Regions from separate parts of the Zea mays genome. Here all the other regions are linked to region 3. A link is a contact called in public Hi-C data. All regions are on one chromosome and are shown on one strand. The core of a region is the stretch at or near the end of the contact, and the rest is flanking DNA. Distances in the headings are between cores, read along the strand shown. Region 1 holds the start of LOC100383458. Region 2 holds the start of LOC100282042. Region 3 holds the start of LOC732737 (ROUGH SHEATH2-interacting KH-domain protein).

Region 1 (2,700 bases), core at 125-2,624, 180 kb before region 3:
AGTTCATAAACCTTACAAAGAAAGTACAACTACAAAGAAGCATATGGCTAGTACTCGGAAAGAGGACAGCCTCACCTGAGCGTTTTTGTATTGACTAGTACTTGGGAAGAAGCATATGGATGAATGTAGTCATGAACTAGGAGCTACAAAATCCCATGTTTTAGATATTAGAAGTCATGGAGGGGACCTAATTATCACTGTGCAATTCTTTATTACTATACTACCACTTCCATTTGTAACGCAAAATTGTTATGATAGGATGGCAAATATACCTGCATTGAATACTTCCTATACGAAAGCATCTATCTCATACAGTTCGGTGACGGTGATACTATGATCTATGTTTAGTCATTTCTCTGCTGGAGTTTCCCTATTTGTTCTGTACCTTATTGTTGGTGATGAAGCCATTGGTTCTTTTGCTGAAAAGAAAGTTTTGTAATCATCGATGTTGGTGCATAAGGGCAGCTCCATTGTGCTTTCTAAGCCGGTGCAAAGAGCACAGTTTTTTTATTTGTTTGGGCTGCAAGGAGTTTACACATTGGAGACCTTTTATGTTTCTAACAAAGCACACGTTGACGTGACAATTTTGTAGTACCTTGTTATGAGAAAATCCTGTAACTCTGCAATTTTGTACCTTGTCAAATATGATGCTATTGAAGTAACTTTGCTTGCTCTTGGCGTATGCATTGCAATTTTACTGTGCTCCCGGGCAAATTTTTTACTGTGCTGAAAATCTGAAAGCGAAGCCGTTCAAGTAGCTTTGCTTGGGCACTTGGCAACGTATCCCATCAGGACAATTAAAATAACGACCGCATTAAAATGATAATAGTAGAGTTGGCTGTTGTGCAAATACTACTTTGAAGTCCCCGCAAGAAGAAATATTGATGAAGTCTTCGAATAGAAGAACCAGGGTTCGTAAAAAATGCAAGTGTAGTGTAGGCACAACTGTCTTTGCGGTAAGGAATGTCAGAATCGGTTTGATTCTCTTTTCTAAAGTTTAAACCTCTAAATTTTTTAAAGTACTTTAATAGAGTGTTCGGAACTGCTTAACCTCATAATTTGTATCGCCGTCATTGCGGCCTTTATTCATTCCCAACTTCCGTCCGATCCATTTGCGGCCGAGATTCTCCCAAGATGTGGTTTCTATTCTATCGCCGTCATTGCGCTCTCCTCCCGTTGTAAACCCAAAGACCTTCGTCGCACGGACCCGTCCTTGCTAATTGCTCACTCCATCGGCGCCGGGTCATCCTCGTGGCCCCGTGCCGCACCGCGAAACCAAAATCTCGCAATCCTAACCTACCCCAGCGACCTAGCGCCGTCGTCGCTCGACCTCCCCTCGCCGCGCCGGGCCCCCCAGAGGGTCTCAGGCCATAGCGAGGAGCCGGGGTTCCGCTCCGACCCGAATCCGAGCCTCCCCCAGGACGCAGCGGGTCTCGTTTCCGTACTCGTAGCAGGTAATCGCGGAGCTCTCCTCCTCCTCGTTCTTTGCTCTGTCAGTGGCGATGCTACTACTATTGGTTCGATCCCTGCTTAGGTTTGATCTAGGGTTTGGAGTTTTTGAGGTGATTTCATTATGCCAATCGCGTTATCGCGCGTAGTTTTGTTTTGGTTTTAATCGGGCGCTTACTGTTGACGAGGTCTGATTAAAATTTCAACTTTCCAGGAAGTTTCGCGCGAGGGATTGATTGTCGAGCTAGAGATGTACGGGCAGGGAGGGAGCTTCAATCCACACTATCGCCATGGCCCGCCTCCGCCCCAGCAGCAAGCTGGGGTAACTGGGTCCTTCCCCCAGCAACCTGTGCCACCGCCTCGGCCACCTTACCCACAGCACCCTGGAGTGCGGCCTCCGGCTGGGCCGTACCAGCATGGCGTGCTGCCACATCAGAACCAGCCATACCCCTTTGCGCAGCATGGTCGGATGCACCAGATGCCAATGCTTCCGCCACAGCAGAGAGGTTATGGGTCGATGCCAATGCCAGGGTCGCTGCCTCCGCAACAAGCTATGCATCAGGCCCCTCCACAGTATCCGCCCCTCCCTCCACCTCCACCTCGGCCGCCTGGCTTTGTTCATGATAATGTGCTGCCTCCATCTCTGCCTCCTCCTCCTCCTCCTTCTCCACCACCACCACCACCACCACCACCACCAGAAGCAGCAGCAGCAGCATCATATTCTCCTCCTCACACACTTGTTGTTGCACAGTCATGCGGCGCAGAGGCAGAAGCAAAAGAAGGTGCATCTGAAGGTGGTCGTTTTGCCAAAACTCTGGAAGCAGCTACTCAGCTAATTGTTTCTGATGACTCAGATATGGACATGGATGGTTAGCACTCCCCTTTCCCTCCCCTATCTCAGTACAGTGATACTATTACTCTGTTTGAAACTTGCACATTATTTACACTGCTGCATTTGGTGTCACAGCAATGTCATCTGATAGTCCATACGGTGAAAAACATCACTGTGCATGAATGTTGTACCTGACTTTGGCATTTTAGATTATTTTTCACTTCGACATGTTTCTAAACATTGACTTTGTAATGCAATTTCCAGGGGATGAGGACTCTCCATCAAAGCAGCCCCTTACCCCAGAAACTTCTTTGCCTGTGACTGTTGAATGTACTGGAAATGTTAATGTGTCAAAGTTCAGTGATGTTTCAACTGAGGACAATGCTAAAACTGCGGATGCAACTGAGGACAATGCTAAA
Region 2 (2,700 bases), core at 167-2,666, 240 kb after region 3:
TCCGAATCTAGGGACGAGCAGGGATTAGTATAGTATAGAAGTGACTCATGAATTACAACTCTTATCCTTGATTATTATATTATAGTGTGGAAGACGAAGATCTTAAAGAAGAAAAGATGGCTTTTCCTACTTTTCGCGCTCGCGTAGTTCGATTACCTCATCCCACCGATGGGGATGGACAAATGCAACGCGAGCGCGAACAGCGTGGACAACGAGAACGTACACAAGGCGGGCATGGTGATGAACGGGTTGCCCATCAGTGTGTACGCATAGGAGACGTTGGGGTGTGCGGCAGCCATGTCCACAGGTTGATGAGCAAGATGCTCGGGCGCATTGGGGATTCACCGCTGATCAGGTTCGGCACATACACATGTGGAGCGTGCGCCGTGTTAGGCACACTCAAGTGGGACATGGCCACTGTCATGGAGTACAAGGCCCTTGCAGCAGGCCGTCGACTACTATGTCAGAGGCACGATGCAGAATATCCAAAGATAACTATTATCAATAATTAGCCAATATAAACTATTTACAAATCTTTACTAATGTTTACAAAATAGCATCTCCCTATATCATTGTTTTTGAGGAAAAAATGGCGTATTAGTATTGACACATCGCACATCCATAGGAAATCTCTTAATTGATTAATAATATTTTGTTGACCACATGTGTAGCTATTAGACAATATATGGGTTTGATATATGAACATGTACGGTGTTTAGTTGCTTATTCTACTTTGTTCTAATTGATGAATAAAAAATGAATGAGTCTTTCCTCCTTTTCCTCCTGTCGGGAGAGCACATCTCATGAAGTGATCCAAAATTAATTACTACTAATGCTTTTATCAGCGGTGTTCGTGTACCGTCGCAACGCACGAGCAACTAACTAGAACAAATAATATTTCATTGAATGATTTATATTCTATCGCAATGCATGACACTCTACTATCATATATAGAACTAATGGTTGCAATGTGCTGGTGAAATAGTTAGATTAAAATAACAATATAACACACATTTGTCCTAAACCCTAAAACCATAAACCCTAAACAATCAAAAGTGTGATAAATATGACACAAATCACCATCAAAATCGGTTCAGTATTAGTTGTTGGTAAAGATTTTAGCGAGGTTGATGACAATATATATATATATAGTTCATTTTCATGTAATCGTTATGAATTAATATTTCATTAAATGATTTATATTCTATCGCAATGCATGACACTCTACTATTATATATAGAACTAATGGTTGCAATGTGCTGGTGAAATAGTTAGATTAAAATAACAATATAACACATATTTATACATAATTTATCGTGATATTATATGTTTCCGTTGTAACACACGGTCACTCACGTAGTTTGATATTATATAGGTAGTGCACTCCTGCCTTCTCGTGGCAGAAACGTGACCAAAGCCGTGTCCATGGCGCGCCGTTCTAAACCCTAAACCTTTCGACCTGCTTTATACTAGACCTCATCGAGAATCTCACGCGTCGGCGACCATGGCGGCGTCTCCGTCTTCTCCCCATGCCGCCCCCGGAGTTAGCGGCCAGAGCCTGTCCCCCTCAGCGCCGTCTCCCCACCTCCCCAACTATTTCAGTAAGTGCCCGCCTTTTCCCCCTCCGCCTCAGACAGAGTGGGAACGGATGGTTGATAAAATGTGAGGTTGAGACTTAGGATCTCGATCTGGTTGATGTTAAATTGTGATTAGCTGATTATACTTGTTGGGAAATGGGTAACCACTTGTCCTTGCCTACTTTCTTTTTGGTTAGAAAAATGACTTGTTTCTGCGACTGCACACAGCCAACTTATGATTCTGTTATGACAATTGATGTATCATATAATTTAGCACGCTCTGTTATTTAATGGTAGCTTATTGTTTTGACGATGGATTGCCCATTTATTCTCAAAAGTAAGGGTGAAAGTGCGGTCATTTTTCATCTTCGCTAAAGTAGTCTGCATGGCGGGAGCTGTTCAAAGCATTTTATTAGCTAAATTAGTTCTCTGTAACTTTCACTTGCATGTTCAAAGCATGCGCCAAATCTCTTACTTTCCCTGCTTATTCTTTTTTCTTCCAATCCTGTCCGCTTAAGATTTTCTCTTCCAACCCTTGGATTGGTGGTCAGATTGAGCTAATACTCAACTTTGCTAATTTGGGGTGCGTTTGGTTGCGGGACAGCTAGGACAGGGTCGTCCCCTTACGTCATCTCTCGTCCCTCTAATTTTGAGGGACAACAGGGGACAACACTGGATAGTCATGTCCCAACCCTTGACCCAGAACCAAACAACCTAATTTAAGGGATCGTCCCATCCCATCCCGTCCTGTCATTGCAACCAAACGCATGGTTGGTTGATGGCAAGGTACAGTGGGAAATTGAGTGTTCTCATGGTGAGAGGTTGAAGCATACTGGAGCTTAGTACTTTGGCCTCGTGAGTTTAAATGTTGATCGAACTAAATCTGGGATTTTCTTGACGCAAAAGAGACTACTTGTGCATATTTATTATGTTTTGTTTTCCATTGGGTGGTTATTCAGTAAAATGCTCTTCAACAAGTACATTGCAGATATATTTTTTTAGATTAGTTATTTATTTCATTCTTAAACGGCGAGGGTAAATTTGTCTATATTTTCCATTATTAATTTTACCAGATTATCAACAAGGTAGACCATAAATAGGGACCTGCATTTGTATCAGTTAC
Region 3 (2,700 bases), core at 13-2,512:
TTTATAATTATACAACTAATAAAATAACTGCTGCATTACAGAAATTTCAGGTATATATCACCAAATAAAAGTAGTAAAGTTATTATGGTTACAACAAAATGAAGGCAAGCAGAATTCGGAAGAAAGAATAATATTTACCTGAGATCCAGCAGAGATATGTAGATAGAGGGGCTTCTCACCATCAGGAAGTAAATTTGGAGGGTGATATTTTCCCCTTACAAGGTAAAACAAGTAGTCTCAGGAATGAACCGTCAAAACCAAGAGGGCATGTCAGATGATACCTGGTAATGATGACAGTGTTTGTGCATTTCTGAATCTGTTAAGTATCAGGAACATCATAATTACCTTCTTTGACCATAACGAATGCAAATACAATGTTTTAGAATGAACAAAGTTCATCGGTAACCTAGACTTGTCTGGTTAAGGATTTACCTCTTCTTGTGTTTGTCGTTTTGTAAGCTTATATCGCACAGATGGATCTGCATCGTTTATAACAATTTCCCGTGCAATGACCTCATCTGGTATTTTTGCCTGATAGTAAAAGAGCCACACAAGTAATGACATTTTGACATAGATGCACTCAGATAACCCTAGATTATAATTGTCCACAGTACCTCTCGGAGCCAAAAAACAGTATGGTATGAGAAACATATATCGCACCTGACTCAATTTCTGGGCTGCTGCAGCAGCATTCTGGAGCACCGATGGTGCAATATGGGGCGGCAATGAATACGGAACAGGGACTACACTTGGCAATGTAGCAGCTCCATATGCGGTGACGCCAGGCAGTACAACGCCAGGAAGAGCACCGAAATTCATCACAGGCATCCCCGACACGGCAGCAGCCGTCACCGCCGCGGAGACCAAGTCCTCCGCGGGTTGATCCCACTTCCTCTTCTTCCTAAACAAGAACGCACATGTTTCAGCGGCTCGGCATCCCCAACCCCAGTCTCAACCGCGAGAGCGGCGCGCAGAGCACTAGGTTTCCCGATCCATGACCGTGACGGATAGGAGAGCGAGCGCGGGAGGGTGCTGGGTACCTTTCAGGTCTTTGCCTGCCTGAGGCGGCGGGCTCGTCGGCGACCTTGTGCGCTCGATCCTCCGTCATGGACGATCGCCGACGGGTGGGCTTGCGGATGAATCAGGGAAGGAGACGGGCACAGTCGTCAGCCGGGGTTGGGGACTTGGCCCTTGGGGACTAGGGCGATGAGGGATGAGCCGGTGAGGTCCGGCCGGTTGGACGCGTTGCCCCTTTGCCCTCGTATCCGCGTGTGGTGTTTTCTCTCTCTCTTTTTCCTCTTTTCAGCTAACACAAGTCACACCACATGACGAATATCTCTAATTATCTCTTCGGTACTGTATCTACAGTCTTTCAAATCACCCAGTTTTGTGCGTTGTGCAAGACACCTAAATCCAATATGATACGAAGTCACACGCAACACAACACATCTGAATAGTACTATCTCACTAGGTGAAAGAGAACGAACGATCGAGCACGTTATAAAAATGAATATCTTTTTCAACTCATATCATTCTCGGCCTTTTGGTTAACACTAGCATATAACATGTGCTAATACTATGATCCTAAAGAGAGAAGAGATCGACAGTGGCAACAGCGGCGCGAGGGAGGGGGAGGGAGAGGCTAGGAGCGACGAGATCATGGGGGAGGGAGAGGGGGAAGGATGAGGGATGATTAAAAGGTAAATGTGTCATATAGTCATTTCTATTAGTTTTGGTGATTAAATGTCCAATACACCATCATGGATTAACTTTTTTGATATAAGTATAAGCACAGATCCACTTGAAGGCAATTGGAATTCAAGTCAAGAAGAGACGAAACAGGGCTTCGGAAATGTAACTTGGAGTAAAATGGTAAATCTATGAGGTTTACACTCTTGAACATGTTGTATAGGTCCATTACAATGTTTCTAGCACTTGCACTTAGTCTCTAACTCCTTTTGTAGCAAAAAATGCATTTTGGACTTAGTTTGGCTCACACTACACGACGGTTCACTTACAGCGACCTACGGTTGGCCGCTTAAAACTTTTAGCGACCCATAAGGATGGTCGCTGTAAGTGTCGTCGCTAAAGGCTTTAGCGACCGACCGTCCATTGCTAATATTGTATATTTAGCGACCAACCGTGGGTTGTTGTACTATAGATTTAGCAACCAACCGTAAGTCATCATACTATACATTTAGCAACCAACAGAAAGTCGTTCTTTTTACGGTTGCTATTAATAATAATATATATTTAATTAAGCACCACAAATCACAGATTTTTATACACAAATCATAAAGCACATACACAGTTAATCAGTATACCACAGTCATAGATCCATCACATAAACACAAAAGCACCATAATTATATATTCACAAAAGCATCACAATTATAATATCATTCACAACTAGATCATTTACAGTTTGTTGAAATGGGAGTACAACGCCACTAGACTGAAGGCGGGTTTGACTGATGCATTCTAATAATAGGTTCAAAAGCACCACAACGACATCACTCCCGCACTGATTGATAATCACAAAGAACTGAATCGGTTCTTTCCCCTCATAAAAGCGCGCCTGATTAGAAAGCAAGCATAAATTAGAGAAGACAAAAGGGTCTATATCCAGTTTAACAATTCTAATTAAAGAGGTAAGTTTCCCACACTTAGTCAATTGGATTATGTACTAATCATGTTTGTC

Evidence for each region. Hi-C and Micro-C count contacts between places; a contact is called where the count stands out from the background.
Region 1: a Hi-C map of tassel shows a contact between it and region 3, with 2.1 times the contacts expected there. The contact joins the promoter of LOC100383458 here to the promoter of LOC732737 in region 3. A contact is called at or near these places in 2 of 25 Hi-C or Micro-C datasets (ear and tassel).
Region 2: a contact with region 3 is called in a Hi-C map of tassel, with 4 times the contacts expected there. The contact joins the promoter of LOC100282042 here to the promoter of LOC732737 in region 3. A contact is called at or near these places in 4 of 25 Hi-C or Micro-C datasets (ear, endosperm, leaf and 1 more).

Annotation. Positions count from the first base shown.
Region 1 is chr1:26,372,411-26,375,110 of Zm-B73-REFERENCE-NAM-5.0, reverse strand. LOC100383458 reads left to right here and starts at 1,374. Exons shown (of 7, transcript NM_001176106.1): 1 at 1,374-1,454; 2 at 1,664-2,318; 3 at 2,546-2,700. The coding sequence starts at 1,700. LOC100273068 reads left to right here. Exons shown (of 3, transcript NM_001147517.1): 3 at 1-290. The coding sequence ends at 9.
Region 2 is chr1:25,949,862-25,952,561 of Zm-B73-REFERENCE-NAM-5.0, reverse strand. It overlaps LOC100282042, which reads left to right and starts at 1,416. Exons shown (of 9, transcript NM_001154955.2): 1 at 1,416-1,601. The coding sequence starts at 1,505.
Region 3 is chr1:26,191,141-26,193,840 of Zm-B73-REFERENCE-NAM-5.0, reverse strand. LOC732737 (ROUGH SHEATH2-interacting KH-domain protein) reads right to left here and starts at 1,262. Exons shown (of 12, transcript NM_001112366.2): 1 at 1,041-1,262; 2 at 661-901; 3 at 433-531; 4 at 282-316; 5 at 139-214. The coding sequence starts at 1,108.